Linked DNA regions of Mus musculus: regions 2, 3 and 4 are each linked to region 1. Evidence: chromatin contacts called from public ChIA-PET, HiChIP or PLAC-seq and promoter capture Hi-C data. All regions are on one chromosome and are shown on one strand. The core of a region is the stretch at or near the end of the contact, and the rest is flanking DNA. Distances in the headings are between cores, read along the strand shown. Region 1 holds the start of Xrn2 (5'-3' exoribonuclease 2). Region 2 overlaps Ralgapa2 (Ral GTPase activating protein, alpha subunit 2 (catalytic)). Region 3 overlaps Ralgapa2 (Ral GTPase activating protein, alpha subunit 2 (catalytic)). Region 4 overlaps Ralgapa2 (Ral GTPase activating protein, alpha subunit 2 (catalytic)).

Region 1 (3,654 bases), core at 702-3,201:
CCTACTTAAAAAATTAAAAAATTAATACTTAAAAGAGGCGCAATGGCCCCAGTACAGGGGAACGCCAGGGCCAAAAAGTGGGAGTGGGTGGGTAGGGGAGTGGGGAGGAGGGTATGGGGGACTTTTGGGATAGCATTGGAAATGTAAATGAGGAAAATACCTAATAAAAAAAAGAGGCGCAATGGACCAAAAAAAAAAAAAAAAAAAAAAAAAAAGGACTTGACGGAATGCCTGATAAAAGAATTTGGATGGGGAAAGGTATAAAGTGTACCCAACTAGGGGTGAAAGGGAGGGGGTAAGGGAGGAGCTAGCGCGAATAAAAGATAAACAGCCTAAACTACAATCACAATTAAAAACAGCCAACAACACTGCTTCTATCGAAGCTTGTATGGTCAAAGGTTTGACAATCTTGAATGAGAACTAAAATGTACAGGGGAACCAAAAAGTTAAACAGCTGGGGGGGGGGGTGCGGGGAAATAACATCAATCTTAGAAATAGAAATGATACTTTGTATAGGCGATAGAATTTTTGTTTGTTTTGCAAGAGGGTCTCATTACGTAAGCCTTGGTTTGCTTTGAACTCTGTGTATATCTGGCTGACCTCCAAAACTCAAGCCTACCTCTCTCCCAAGTGCTGGGAGTAAAAGTATGTGCCACGCCTTGGCCCGATATACGTTTAAACGAGTTCTCCGTTAAATTACAAATTTTACCGTCAGATTTATGGATTAGCATTAGAAAAACTGGGGTGGTGGTGAATAAATAGCTAATTCCTCTTCTACCCAAAATTAGATAGACCTAAAACCGATAAATCAAACTTAACCATATTAAGAGACACAACCAAAACAGTTCAAAGTGTCTGTTACGAAAAAGTGGCTCTCCCTTTGGAAGACCCCCCCCCCCCAGGAGAACACAATGTTTATAAAGAAATAATGGTTCAGCTTAGCAATTTGTCTTTGGAGAACACAAAAATATACTAGGATTGTCACCAAAACAAAGCTTTTGGTTTCTTCTAAGACAGGAAGTGAGAAAGTAAATAACTTCAGCGGGAGAAATAGGTTCTTGGAGAGAGGCGGTTCTAAAGCCGAAAGTGGGAGGGGACACATGTGCCCGGAACTTTTCCAATCCAGAAATTCTAACTTAGAGTACAAAGTCGAACTCGACAGAATTACGCGAACGACAAAAGCAACACTCACGAATCGGAACGACTTAAAAGTCTGCCTGTAAACTAGCAAACTAACGGAGGCAGGAAGTGAAACACAGCGAGCTGCCCGGCATTCGTACAGCAAAGCCCGCCAGGGAGAAAGAGCGCTCCCCTAGCCTAGTCCTTCGTAACTAGCTGCTGCCCGCGCACGCTTAACTGCAACAAATGGCCAGGCTCGGGTGGAAAACAAGCGATCCAGCCAACGGGAACTCCGGGCTCAAGACAGTGGACCAACCAGCGGTCCCTACCCTGCCAACCTTGCTGCCCGCGCTAGGGGGGCTGACTAGCCTGGGCGCCCTTTGGAGCTCAGTGAGCGGCGCGGAGGGAACAAAGCCGTGGGCGGAGCCTGGGGTGCCCCGCTTCGCAGGCGGGGGAGGAGCCGCCCAAGCCCCCAAAGCCCCCTACTCGCCCTCGCTCCGCCCAGACCGCCTCCGGAACCGCGAACCCGCGAAGCGGCCCGTGAGGCAGCTTGGGGCGGGCGCCCATCCCCGAGGGCCTCGGCCTAGACCTGCCACGCCGGGTCCCCACTCCGGCGTACTGGCCGCCTCCTCACCTTCTCCTCCACGCAGTTGACAATGATGGACGGGTACTTGCGGCTGAGCCAGCGGAAGAACGCCGGGACTCCCATGACCAGCGGGCAGCTCGAAACAGCAGCCGGGCCAGCGGGAGAGTGTAACCAACGAGACTAGCAGGAGCGGCAGCCGCGGGCACCAGCACTTCCTCCCACGTGCGTTCAGCGGCCGGAAGTTACGTCATACCACCACCGCGGGGGATGCAGGGAAAGGAGCTCGGTTAAGTGGAAGTTCATTTAGACTGCCGGAGTGGAGGCCCGGCTGGGCGAGCTGTAGACCTGGCTCGCCGCGTTCTCTGGTAAAGCCTTTGAGAGCCGACTCCTGGCGGATGCCTTCTCCGGCAATCCAGCCAAGAGCGCCGGCCACATTAGGCCCGCAGCCGCAAAGTCCTTGTGTGGCCGAGACTTTGGAAAGGCGTGGCCTATCTTACTTCCTTTCTCACAATCAGTCTTGAGCTGAATAGAAGCATCTACACTCTAGTTTCCATTTCCTGGTTTCTCTCATTTCTATGCTGCTGTGCCTGGCCGAACTATGAAAAAGCATCCTCAAGTGTTTTGCAATTTTTTTTTAAAATCTGCTTTGCATAAGCAACTTTTTAAAAATATGTTTAAGATTTATTTTTAGTTACGCAATGTGTGTATATGTACATGTGGCTTTGTGAACGAGTGCTGGTACCTGTGGAGGCCAGAGGTTTCAAATCCCCTGGAGCTGGAGTTACAAACAGCAGTATTCAGCCTGCTGTGGCTGCCAGCAATCAAACTCTACTTTGGAAAAACAGCATGAACGCTTTACTGCTGAGCCATCTCTCAGCCCAACGAGGTCACTTTAAACAGTTGCAGAGTCTAGCCAAAATTTGCTAATATCACGTTCTAGCATTTATTGAGTACCTGTGATGTGCTTAGGCAAGGAACTAAAGAATTTTCTTATTTAATCACCAGTTGAGCCTTCTGTGCTGGCTGGCCGTGTCATTTGGGTGACTCCAGTGTAAAAAATATTCTCCAAACAGAAAAAGCAGTTTATTAGATTACGTGCATGCAGCAGGCAGGAAAGTAAAAAGCTAAAAGGGGCTTGTTTTGAGGAAGCCTGTTTCTATGTGGGCAGTAACAGCCTGGCCTTGAGGCAGTGATTGTTTGCCTGAGTCAGGCACAGTGTAACAACTCCACCCATCCTGTGGTCTTGCTCTACCGTTTTTGGGGGGGGTTTGGTTTTTTGTTTTTGTAACACAGATAACGGGTTATCAAAGAGCTAAATTGCTTGCTTATTCATACTGCTTGTATTTCACTTTAACCAAGGGTCATTTAATCCTCTGTTCTCAACCAACATGATATTTGTATCCCTTCTTTTCTGGTGGCTTCAAATGTACCCTGTCATATCCCCCATCCCACCTGCAGCATATGAAAGAAGTCTAGAAAGAGGAGGGAGGTATCTGCCCATTTGCTCAAGCTTGAAAGTCTCTTCCCTGAATCCCCCCTAGGCCTGACAAATCACAATCACAAAGGCTCACCTTAAGAGACCTCTAAAGTGTTTCTCTGCTGCTTGTCAGGCAGTAAAGGTTGCCCCTTCCTCAATGGTTTAATGACTTCATTTAAATGCTAATGTAGAGGTAACTTAAATGCTTAGAGAGGTAGCTAGCCTATGTTTAGTTTTAGAATAGTGTATATATACACATATGTGTGTGTACACGTATATGTGTTTGTGTGTGTGTGTTTAAGAATATTATTTGGAAATAGCCCCTTCTTAAGAGTTTGTGTCCTCTGGGATGTGCTATGTTCTTTTTTTTTTTTTTTTTTTTTTTGGTTTTTCGAGACAGGGTTTCTCTGTATAGCCCTGGCTGTCCTGGAGCTCACTTTGTAGACCAGGCTGGCCTCGAACTCCAGAAATC
Region 2 (3,654 bases), core at 463-2,962, 570 kb after region 1:
TTTGGAGACTTTCAGCACTCACACAACCCAGAGGCACTTTCAGAAAGTTGTAATTTCCCTGTCATGTTACATGACATGAATGAATGTGTGTGTGTGTGTGTATGTGTGTGTGTGTGTGTGTGTGTGTGTGTGTATGTATATGTTTGTGGCACAAGAGCAATGAGATGAATGAGAAAGGACATAAAGGAGAGAAAAGCTCTTTATCCAGGGCCCTGGAATAACATACCTCAGGTAGGAAAGGAAGAGCTGGGAAGAGCTGGAGCAGAAAGCTGGAAAGAGCAGGGGAAGGAAAAGAAAGTGAGCAGGAGCTGGGCCGCAGTCGAGCGGTGCAGTGCTTTGCAGCAGGCTTGGTGTTCCTGGGCAGACGTATCTGGGATCAGTTTTGACTGGCATCTTATGGCTAGCCAATTTTATTACACTAGAAATCTATCTTATAACAGATAAGTGTACCACTGATCAATGATTAAAAACTTATAATCCCAGTATTTGAGAGATGGCAGCAGGAGGAACAGGACTTTAAGCTTTAACTACATGGCTAGCTTGAGATTACTCTGGGCTATATGGAACTTTGTCTCAGAACACTAAGGAAGTAACTAACTAAATGTATCATTATCAAAATTGATTAGGAATCATAATGTATAGGGTTGTTTTAGTTTTGTATTTAGCAAATCTTTTACCTTGGTTCCACAGCCTTAGAGTACTTGCTGTGTTGGATATTGTGACGTGTGTGTGTGTGTGTGTGTGTGTGTGTGTGTGTGTGTGTGAGAGAGAGAGAGAGAGAGAGAGAGAGAGAGACAGAGACAGAGAGAGAGAGATTGAGTGGCTTCAAGAAAGTATTCCAAAACTCTCTCTCTCTCTCTTTTTGGTTCTTTAAAAATAGTGAGTGTGGATTTATTTATGTATTTATTTGGGCTTGTACATGTGGCCAGAGATTAGCAGGGAAGAAGAATCTTAGGTCTTTCTTGCACTTAGGAATTTATAAGCCAAACCTTTCTCACCATACAAGTCAGAGCCAGGAAGACTTTATAAGGACTTTGGACTTTGGTTCTAAAGTTGAAGCTTTGGCATGAGGACATTTAACATTTTAAAAAAGATAAACAGTTTTGCAGTAAGCAAGAAACTGTAACATAAATATATACTAGAAAAAGGAGGAAACAGGATTGGAAATTTATGAGGCAGAGCAGAAGAGCTCAGCGTATAGTCTTCCTAGCAGAGTGGAGCAGCAGGAGATAGACTAAACCAGGTAAGGAAATGATCTTGCACAGACCTCGGAGTGGCAGGTAAAAACTGGGACCTGTTGAAGTGGAGGGTCTAATGAGCAGGCCTGAGACAGCTGGCTTCTCTCCCAGTTCTCTTCCGTGTTTGTGTGCTTTCTGTCCAATACGAGTATCCTGCTGTAGCTATAGATGTTCCTTTTTTCCTTTGAAAGGCTGAGCATTTGCAGTATGTTTGCATGAGCATCAGTTGCAGCATAGCTGCATGTGCTGCCTACTTTTATGTCAGCTTGACACAAGCTAGAGAAGGGAACCTCAATTGAGAAAATGCCTTATTAAGATTCAGCTGCAGGCAAACCTGGGCATTTTCTTATTAGTGATTGATTGGGTAGTCCCGTCCATTATGGGTGAGGCCATCCCTGGGCTCTATAAGAAAGCATGCTGAGGGAAACGTAAGGAGCAACCCAATAAACCAACTTCCTCCATGGCCTCCCTCTGCATCAGCTCCTGCCTCCGAATTCCAGCCCTATCTGAGTTCCTGTCCTGACTTCCTTAAGTAATGAACAGTGATGGGCGTGCACGAGCCAGTTAAACTCCTATTCTCTCCTACTTGCTTTTGATCATGGTGCTTATGGCAATTGAAACCCTGACTAAGAGGATACAGAAAGTCAAGTTTCATTGCTGCCTGGAGAAACCACACATTTGAGAGAGAAGGTGATGGGAAAGGAAGCACTTTATTGGCAACGAGGTGACAAGTTGGAAGATGAGGACTCTTGTGTGTCTTAGAAAAAGAAGAAGCCATGTTGAGGGGTTGCAGGTATAAGACTCCATAGATACTGATTTTGGGTATGGGCATAGTGGGTAGGCTTTTGAATTTGGCAGGAATGATACTATTTCTGAATTTTGGTTAGTTTGCTTTTCTGTCACACAGACTGTTGTTATCCATAAAAGGTTCTGGGTTCGTTCTGCAAATTTAAAGAGAAGTTGCTGACTAAATAGCATTATGTCCCATGCCATTTTATGTCCTTTCCCCAGGAATAGCTAACTCGGCAGTTACAAAAGTGTATAGCAGGCATGTTTCACCCCAGGGTAGCCAAAGGCAGCTGTCCCTGGAGAAGCAGGAAAGATAGCTGAAAGAACAACTTTCCCTGAGCAAGACAGTGAAGTGAAGCTTTTCACAGAGCAAAGAGTTTAACCCACTAGGTGACTTCAGCCAGAGCTTTCCTCTGTAGCAAAGGTGGTGGGAGACCTGCAGTTGACTGCTCAGCTGTGTGATCACCAAACTTAGTGATTAATCTAGCCATGAAGCCAGACTAATTTAGTTAGATTTTTCTCTCTGTAGCATTACTATATATTCTAGTTGCTATGCATTCCTGTAAATTGATAGTTTATTAAGAAGCTTTCATGTTTTCAAAATTTATTTTTTATTTAATGACATTTCCTTTCTGCCCTTTGCTCCCTCTAACCCATCTCCTATTTATCTTCTTTTCAACCCCCCACCCCCCCATGTCCCTTTTCCCACTCCCATCTCCTTTTCCAACTGACATCCACCTGGGAGAGGGTAGTTCTCCCTCTCAGCTATTACTTACCATTTTTTTATCTAGGTGTGGGACTCCATGAGATTGCCTTCTTTCCAAATTACCACATCTGTTGATGTTTCTGTTGATAATGCCATTGTTCAGGCTTTGCTGAGACTGTAGAAGGTACAGTCTCAAAGCAGACTTCCTGGTCATCTGGCATTTATAATCCTTTCATGGTGTTCCCTGAGCCTTGGGTGTAGGAGCTGAGTTAAAGGTGTATCTGCTGGGACTAGCCCCTCACAGTACACCAATCTAGTTGTGTCCACTCGTAACTTTCTGTGATGGCCGTGATCTGATGTAGAGACAGCAGCTTCTAATTTTATAAATAGAATGTGTAGTGTTAATATGTTGCCTTCTGGTGTTTGCATGACACATATTTTTCTACCTTTTTACTGTGTACAGCTCACATACATATGCTTTGGATTTTCTCTTACAAATTCCATGTAATTTTTAAAAACTTTTTCCTAAATACAGTGTTATAACCTCTGTGTTTTGATTACAGCTTTATTCTACTTCCATGTAACATAGAAACTGCTTTTCTTGGATGTAAATCAAGTCTTACCTTTCACGTTCTAATTGTACTGAGGGTTATTTTTTGTTGTTGTTGTTGTTGTGTTGTTGTTGTTGTTTTTGGCTAATTGTCCCTTCTTTCTTCAGTACTTACTGTAATTGTTTAATGGCTAGAGAACATCACACCTCTCTAACACCTCAGCTTATAGAACTTTGTTATATATTTGAAATCCACATTATAAAATGAATGCATATATGTGCACCATACTTTTCATAACACACACACACAAACCCTATTCATTTAGAATTCTCCAAAAGCTCGTTTTGTCAAATTTCTGACCTAGGATAAT
Region 3 (3,654 bases), core at 691-3,190, 540 kb after region 1:
AAGAAATAAGAAAACTTAAAATTTGATAGCAAGAAATTTCTTCACTCACCTATACCTGATTAAAACACACAGAGAAGAGGTTTCATTTACAGAGCCTGTGTGTGCTGTCATTGAACTTGTATACACTCTCCCTGCCAAACTCACAGACATCACAGAGTCTGAAATTATGGCTAAACACACTTGATTTTCAGAATCCTTATTCTAAATTTTATCAAAATTATTTCCCAGATTATACTATTTAAATCTTGCCATTATCCTTCTAGACACCCAAATGCTCTTTCTAGTCTGTAAAATGAGGCTCAGCTGGTCTGTCCTTCCCTCTCCCCAGGGGAGTCCTCCTCTGGAGAGCAACTCCCTCAGTTCCAGGCCACTTTGCCAGGTGTGTTTCTTCTCTGCCTGTTAAGCCATGTGCCTTTCTTTGCAGGGGCTTTAACCCTTTTCTTACCACCACTCTTTTACTGCTCAAACTCACTGAATAAATTCTGGTAAGTGTTGCTGGGATGAGGGATGGGGAATGCTTATTCTTCTAGTGAACTTGTGTAATAAACCATAGTGTGTGTGTTATTCCTTAATGTGGCTATGCCTTAGCCTCTTAATGAGGCCATAAAATTCCTCAGCCTAGCAGTCATTACTTTGTACTTGCTAATATTTATTGTTGAATTAAAGTCTCTTAAATTCTCAACCTCTGTTCATTGTAGTTATTTGGTACTTTTGTGTTAATAGCATTTTCCCCCACCTAGAACAAGCTAGATGGAAGAGACAAGGCTCAGATATGTCTGGGTCTAGATCGGCTTTGACAGCATTAAGCTGATGATTTTGATAGAGGTACCTACCTTCTTTGCTTTGGCTTCCAGGCCTAGAAATCAGGGGGTAGGACTAGTGAGCCTAGAAGTCACTTACAGGTCTGTTAACCCTCAAAACTGTAACTGCAGCTTTGTTTGAAGTGTCTACAATTTTTTTTAAATGTTTGAACTCTGGTTAGCCTTTTAAAATTACTTATTTTATGTATGTATGTATATATACCATGTATAGTGGAGAAGCTATGGAGTTTCCAGGCTACTACACCTGAAAGGTCATTCCTCTTTGTTAAACACAGGGTTAGATTTTCACTTTACTGTAGGTCTGTCCTTATGGGATTGGAGACTTCCAAGAATTAGGGTTTTACTGTAGTAGATTTCCTAGGCTTCTTAATAGTCCCAAGGTGCTATGGCTGTGGCCTCAGCATTGCTTGACTTCCATGGAGCAAGGAAACATGGCTTCAAAGCAGCTTTTTGGAAATATAAAATTGAAAAGTCATGCAAATTTCATTCTTTTGTATTCATGCTTTGGGATGAAAATGCCATTAATATAGCAGTAAATCAAATTACTTGGTCCCGTGTCTCTCCACCACACCTTATAGACTCATCCTTTACCCCCGCCTCCAAGCTAAAGGACATGAATTCCTCGTTCCAGGATAGGTCATTATGTCTCTTCTCTGTCCCTTCTTTGGTGGTCTGGGAAGCACTGAAGTGAGAGGTAAATTGCAGCAGGTGAGCTGCACAGTGGGTACAGGTGATGCCTGGGCCTTTTGAAAGGCACACAGATGAAGGGCACACAGATGAAGGGCATGAATAACCACAGGCACGGGTGTCTGCATTTCCCTCAGTACGCAGGGTGGCATAAGTACGTTATCTTCCCTCCCCAAAGATTGTGGGGATGCTGGATCAGAGCCAGGGCGTTCATTTGCAAAGCCTTGCCCACAGCTGTGTTCAGGAGTTATTGTATGACCGCTGGTGAGCCTAGGGCTGCAGTAGGTTTTACATGTCACTTTAGCAGATTTCCATGGTGGGTTTCTTCCTCAATGCTCAGGTGAGCTTTGTAGAGAGAATGAGTTTAGCTTCTCATGATTTCTCCAAGTAAGGAAAAGAGACTTTCAACTTCTTTCCTGAAATCGGTCACATGGCTTGTCCCAGCACTGTGTTAGGAGCTCTGCAAGTAGGGTGAAACCAAAGTCTGGCTTTCATTCCTCTGACACTGCTTTGGATTTGAGTGCCACCCCTAGCTTGATTGTTGATTTTATTACTATCTCTTCTTGGTGCATGCATTTACTGGATACTAAATCCAGTAAATACTAAGGGGCATGTTAAAACATAGGATTCAGGTCTCTCTCTCTCTCTCTTATCATAGTTATTCTGATGTCTGTTTTTGTTTGTGAACTGAACAAACTGGAAGATAGAAAAGATATAAATGTTTAGCTTATTTTGGACATAATTTGCTTATTCTATTGTGCTATATTAATAGTTTGAATTAGAGGACCAAGGTCTGAGGTGAAGGTATTTGTTTTCAGTGGATAAGTTAACTGCCACACTGCAGGACTGCAGCCTCTCTTATGATTTGGGATCTCGAGGTGAGAAACTTGGGATTGGCCCAACAGAGTGTACTGAATTACTCAGTTCACCTTGGAGGAAGGGAACCTGGAGACAAGACGTTTGTGGAAGTCTGAAATTACATTCTTGTGATTGATTATCTGCCTTAGCAAGGTGCCTTACCCACCCCATCGTGGTAGCAACTGACCTGTGGTAACTGACACCCTCAAAGAAGATCACGTAGACGAGAGATAGGAAATGTACACACGAATCCTTTCGAGATAATAGAAGAGAGCGCACATCAAGACTTAATGGCAGGCCATTCACAATAACAAGTTAGCAGGTGGTGTTATGGTCGAACAGAGCACGTCTTCTCCTTTTACAATGTTCTCACAATAATGTAGAGACCTAGTTTGTATGAATTGGTTTCTTTTTAAAAAATATTCGCTTAGAAGAGAGCTGTACAGGTGCTTGCTGTTTTGTGTGTTTTCGCTGGCTTGTTTTGTGTGGTTTATAACACAGTAGCTGTTAGAGAGCGACATCTAGTGTTTGTGCAAGTGACACTGGGTAGGAAGGAAAGAGCTAGCTTGAAGCCTTCCTTCCCTGCAGCTAATCCTTAGAGCAGGGACATTTACTGATGACAGTGTGGCCAGTCCCACAATAGCCTACAGGTCTGTAGTACATCTAGTGTCATTTCAATCTTAAGTTTCTGAGGTGGCAGCAACCAAGCATTGCATGCATGCTCTGCTGTTTCTGTCTCCTTCCCTATGCAGATTCTCTCAAAGTGAATTTTTTTTTAAATAAAAGAACGATATGGAAAGGAGAGCCAATTAGATATGCTAGTACAAAATAGAAGAGGATGAAAGACATATAGATTTTAGCCAAAAACCAGAAGCTTGCGTGAATTGGAGACTAACTAAAGGGCGTGACTGACACCTTTTATGTGAGTTTCATGTGTACAAAGACGACTTCTTAGAGCTGACCTTTCTTCAGGGCAAAGCTCACCTCTTATGGCAGAATTTTATGCTACAAAGTTGAGAGTCTATGAGACATCCTAGTGAGGTGTTTTCTTAGAGAGGGTTAGACCTGAATATGATGTGCAAGTGAAAAGATAAACTTATAAAATGTATCATGTTTCTGCTTCCAAGGCTTCAAATGTTTGAAAGTTTATGTGTTAGTGCGTAATGGGAATGCTTTCCTGTTTTGTCTGTGGTTCTGCACATCTCATGCTCCATCCGGCAGAGGAGTATCTAACCAACTAGTCTATAGGCATCAGTCCTCTGCTCTCTCCCTCAGCCTCTCCAGTGCT
Region 4 (3,654 bases), core at 452-2,951, 520 kb after region 1:
TTTTAAGTATTGATAGAAAAATGGATCTTGGTCAGGATGTGTGTGCGCATGCCTGTCTTGTGTACATGCCTGTGTAGGGCGTCAGAAGAGGCTTTCTGATGTGTTTTGTTGAAGACCTGAGTTGAGAAGGTGATGGCTTTGTCATTATCTTAGGAACGAGTATTCCAAGGAAGGTGCAGAGGCTTCAAGTCATAACTGTCTTGGAATTGCCCCAGAGCCCCAGAGTTCGATGAAAAGGAGCAGGGGTGAGGCCAGGAGGGGAAAGATAAGATAGGAGCCCCAGGGTGTGATGGACAGGGAGCTGAATTGCTGTGCTTCCTGTTTGGGTAAGTAGACCTGCTCACTAGACGCTGGCTGTCTCACTGCGAGCTCTCTATTGCTTATGGGTTAGTTACCTTTCTAATGCAGTGATGCAACACCACGACCAAGGCTTAGAGAGAGAAGGGTTTATTTGGGGCTTACAGTTACAGAGGGCTAAGTTCATGCCTTGTCCCAGCAGGGAAGTGTAGGGACTGGAGCTGGAAGCTGAGCGTCAACTGGGATGACACATGGCTTTTGAAACCTTGAAGGCTACCGGCAGAGATGAATTTTCTCCAGCAAAGACATCCTTCCTGAGCCTCCCCAAACATGGTCACCAACAGGGAAGCCTAATATTCAATGCCTGAGAAGCGGGGTTGGGGGTTGGAGATCTCATTCAAGCCAACACAGCTTACTTTATGAAGAGTCAAAACCTTTGTCCTAAGCTGGGCAGTGACTGGAGACAAAAGAGAAGAGAGAAGGAAGTGGTATTGGACAGCTCTGAGTGGTGTAGAAGCTGTGGCATGCATACTTGTGGAGAAAGAGGGGACACACAGTTTGTGTCCTTCCTCGCTCTGCAGGGACCAGTGATGAGGATGCAGGCTAGGAACACTGTGGCCCATGGAACAGGAAAGGTAGAGTATTCTGGACCATGTGCTGCGGCCCCACAATGGACTGCACTGGTAATTGGGTAATAGGCAAAGACAGGCAATTAGAAAGCACTGTAGACATGGAGGAAGAGGGAGACAGGCCATTGGCTGAAAAAGACTGAGCTGAGAAAAATGTCTGTGGGTCAGAATAGTAATGACTCAGCTATATAAATGATGACAAACAGCAGCAGACCCTGCCGGGAGGCTCATTGCAGGTTTTAACGCTTTTTTTGTATTTTGAGGGTTTCTTAATAAAAAGACCTGTGAGAACTTTGAATTTTGGTTTAGTATTAACTGTATTATGAATTAGTGCCACCGAGCCTTGTGTCTTTCTCAGACGGTGGTTGAGACCAGGCGTACCCAAGAAGACAGGGGCACACACGTTCCTGGGCCTCAGCGTGTTAACCACTGAAAGCACGGCATGTGTTCTCTTCTGACCACTTTTGTACATGTTCAGTTGTACTGTTCTGTACTGTGGTATTGCTGTGAAGAGACACCATGACCAAAGAAGGGTATAAAAGCATTTAACTGGGGGCTTGCTCACAGTTTCAGAGGGTGAGTCCATGACCATCCTGGCAGGGACATGGCAGAAGTAGCTAAGAGCTTAATAGTCTGCAAGATGTAGGCAGACAGACTGGGCTTTTGAAACCTCAAAGCCACCAGTCACACAACTCCTCCAATAAGGCCACACCTACTCTCTCCCAAAACAGCCCCACCCACTAGGGATGAACGATTCAAATGTGGTGGCCTTTCTCATTCAAACTACTACAGTCTGCTTGCAGTGGCTGCTGTAGCCTAAGCCTCTGGGATCCTTCAGAGACAATGTTAGTTCATGCCAGCAAATCAATAAATGCCTGCCTCCCTCTTTAGAGAGCAGCTTAATGGTTAGTGCTTGCTCTTCTGCTTGAGAGCCCAAGTCCATTCCAAAGCCCTGCTTGTATCCCACATGCTTTCCTGAGTCTTCTTACTGCTGTCTCCAGCCTGAAGATCCCATCACCTGTACGATGGTAGACTCCCAGAGCTGTCATTTCTGAGCCTAGACCATCTCATTAGCACTTTATAGTCTGTCTGGCAGAGTAAGAGGTTGACTCATATGGTCTAAGGCTACCAGGTCTTGTAAATGAAAGCTTGTTGTGATTGGAGATTTCATCACCTTTTTTGGCATCTTAAGGTATCCATGTTTGCTTCTTTCCACTCAGTACAAGCTCTTGAATATGACATAAGCATCTCTTGCTGTAGTTGTGTTTTCTATCCTTTCTACTGAATTATAGATACACAGCCTTTCCCAAACATAACTAATCTCCTTTCAGCAATTAGATCATTACCAAGCACTCCGAGCAAGGTATGGTGCCATTCCTAAAGTGCACATATTGGACAGGGAATTTGTGAAAATTGCTGCTTTTAGAAATGATCAAGCTATTATTCTATGTATCATTTGTGTTAACTTTTCTTCAGAATTGAAAAGTTGTGTTTTCAAGTTTAAAGAATAGTGTATCCAATGTACAGACTGCATAGTTGCTAATTTCTTTTATAGTAGTTCAGTTTTGAACTACTGTAAACGAAAGTTTTTCGTTTCTTTACAAAACACTGGGAAGCAACTTTTCTTCTTTTAGCTTTTTTTTGGGGGTTGCATATTTAATACACCTATTATGAAAATTTGAATAATGTGAATGAGCTTTGAGTAGTGTAAAAAATCATTTAAAATTCCGCAGTCCTTTATCCATTGCTGGTATTTGGGTAAACCTGCTCTCTTGCTTGTGCATGTTCCCCTGTCTCTCTTGCTTTCAGCTGTGCTTGTGAGCACCCACACACACCACCTGTTTGCACGAGTTATCATTATACATAGTCTAATGCTGTGTTTTTATGAAGATACCTTAAACGTTTGTGCATTCCAGGATGGGAAGACTTATATTATCCTTACGTGGCTGTATTGTGTCTTACTGGGCTCCTATAACAAACTGTTCACTACTCCGGTAGTGTTGCTATAGCAATTAACGCTGCTCACATTGTTCTGCCAGCACTGGTGCAAGATCCTCGCTACCCGCCCTAATGTTCTGAGTTCCAGAAAGAAAGACACACATGCACACGCACATGCTTCCCCTCCGATACTCCTGAGTTATTACTTAGTAAAATCTATATTCCATCTTTGCTGCCCTAGACCCAATGGGGGCAGGGAGGGCCCTGGGGCTGCTCTTCCCAGGCTCTTATATCATTGGTGTGCTCTCTCTTCTGCAGCTCTCAAGAAAGCTTGGATCTTATTTGTCTTCCTTCTCTTGGTCCTCTTGCTTGGGAATCCTAAATTCCCTGCCTTTGTCTCCCTGCCCAGCTATTGGCCACCAGCAACTTTGTTTAGCAATCAGAACCAACTGAGGGCAGGGACCCTCACTGTCTTACATGCAGGATTCTTGTGCAATTTTGGGAACCCAATTAATATAATACAAGTGTTTGACTAAATCCACAACACAGTAGGTTGTGATTTTTATGCTCTTACATTCTGTCAGCAGATTGTATGCCTACAAGTGGCTCCCAGTGAACAGACAAGGGTTTTTTTTTTTAACTTGTGTAAGGTATACAACAGAGGTCAGTAATTTAGGCTGATGACAGAGCAAGAACATCATTATGATTTTCTAAAGGTAAGGACAGTCCTTTGGGGGAAGGCCACTTAAATCTTTATTAAATCAATTTCACATAAAAGCCACCCTTTTAA

The links. Promoter capture Hi-C pulls out the DNA fragments that hold promoters and counts their contacts. ChIA-PET counts read pairs in DNA pulled down with a chosen protein or histone mark. HiChIP or PLAC-seq counts read pairs in DNA pulled down with a chosen protein or histone mark.
Region 2: a contact with region 1 is called in an H3K4me3 HiChIP or PLAC-seq map of bone marrow-derived macrophages, with 4 times the contacts expected there. The contact joins the enhancer-like site here to the promoter of Xrn2 in region 1. A contact is called at or near these places in 3 of 39 promoter capture datasets (3T3-L1-derived adipocytes and liver) and 2 of 115 datasets of contacts at active chromatin or transcription factors (astrocytes and bone marrow-derived macrophages).
Region 3: a promoter capture Hi-C map of liver shows a contact between it and region 1, with 2.0 times the contacts expected there. The contact joins the enhancer-like site here to the promoter of Xrn2 in region 1. A contact is called at or near these places in 5 of 39 promoter capture datasets (the 3T3-L1 cell line, 3T3-L1-derived adipocytes, hippocampal neurons and 2 more) and 2 of 115 datasets of contacts at active chromatin or transcription factors (astrocytes and embryonic stem cells).
Region 4: an RNA polymerase II ChIA-PET map of memory CD8 T cells shows a contact between it and region 1, with 50 read pairs. The contact joins the enhancer-like site here to the promoter of Xrn2 in region 1. A contact is called at or near these places in 6 of 39 promoter capture datasets (the 3T3-L1 cell line, 3T3-L1-derived adipocytes, the HPC-7 cell line and 2 more), 1 of 484 Hi-C or Micro-C datasets (the G1E-ER4 cell line) and 3 of 115 datasets of contacts at active chromatin or transcription factors (bone marrow-derived macrophages, effector CD8 T cells and memory CD8 T cells).

Annotation. Positions count from the first base shown.
Region 1 is chr2:147,011,296-147,014,949 of GRCm38.p6, reverse strand. Xrn2 (5'-3' exoribonuclease 2) reads right to left here and starts at 1,951. Exons shown (of 30, transcript NM_011917.3): 1 at 1,754-1,951. The coding sequence starts at 1,828.
Region 2 is chr2:146,439,514-146,443,167 of GRCm38.p6, reverse strand. The region is part of intron 10 of Ralgapa2 (Ral GTPase activating protein, alpha subunit 2 (catalytic)); the gene reads left to right. Among named protein-coding and RNA genes, the nearest start is that of Ralgapa2, 71 kb to the left of the region's middle. Within about 2 kb of position 1,712, at least 3 of the 459 cell types and tissues checked have an H3K27ac peak or open chromatin away from gene starts, as enhancers often do. A contact at or near this core is called in bone marrow-derived macrophages, where this site is marked.
Region 3 is chr2:146,469,162-146,472,815 of GRCm38.p6, reverse strand. All of the region lies in intron 3 of Ralgapa2 (Ral GTPase activating protein, alpha subunit 2 (catalytic)), which reads left to right. Among named protein-coding and RNA genes, the nearest start is that of Ralgapa2, 41 kb to the left of the region's middle. Within about 2 kb of position 1,940, at least 14 of the 459 cell types and tissues checked have an H3K27ac peak or open chromatin away from gene starts, as enhancers often do. A contact at or near this core is called in liver and neural stem cells, where this site is marked.
Region 4 is chr2:146,495,183-146,498,836 of GRCm38.p6, reverse strand. The region is part of intron 1 of Ralgapa2 (Ral GTPase activating protein, alpha subunit 2 (catalytic)); the gene reads left to right. Among named protein-coding and RNA genes, the nearest start is that of Ralgapa2, 15 kb to the left of the region's middle. Within about 2 kb of position 1,701, at least 30 of the 459 cell types and tissues checked have an H3K27ac peak or open chromatin away from gene starts, as enhancers often do. A contact at or near this core is called in the HPC-7 cell line, effector CD8 T cells and memory CD8 T cells, where this site is marked.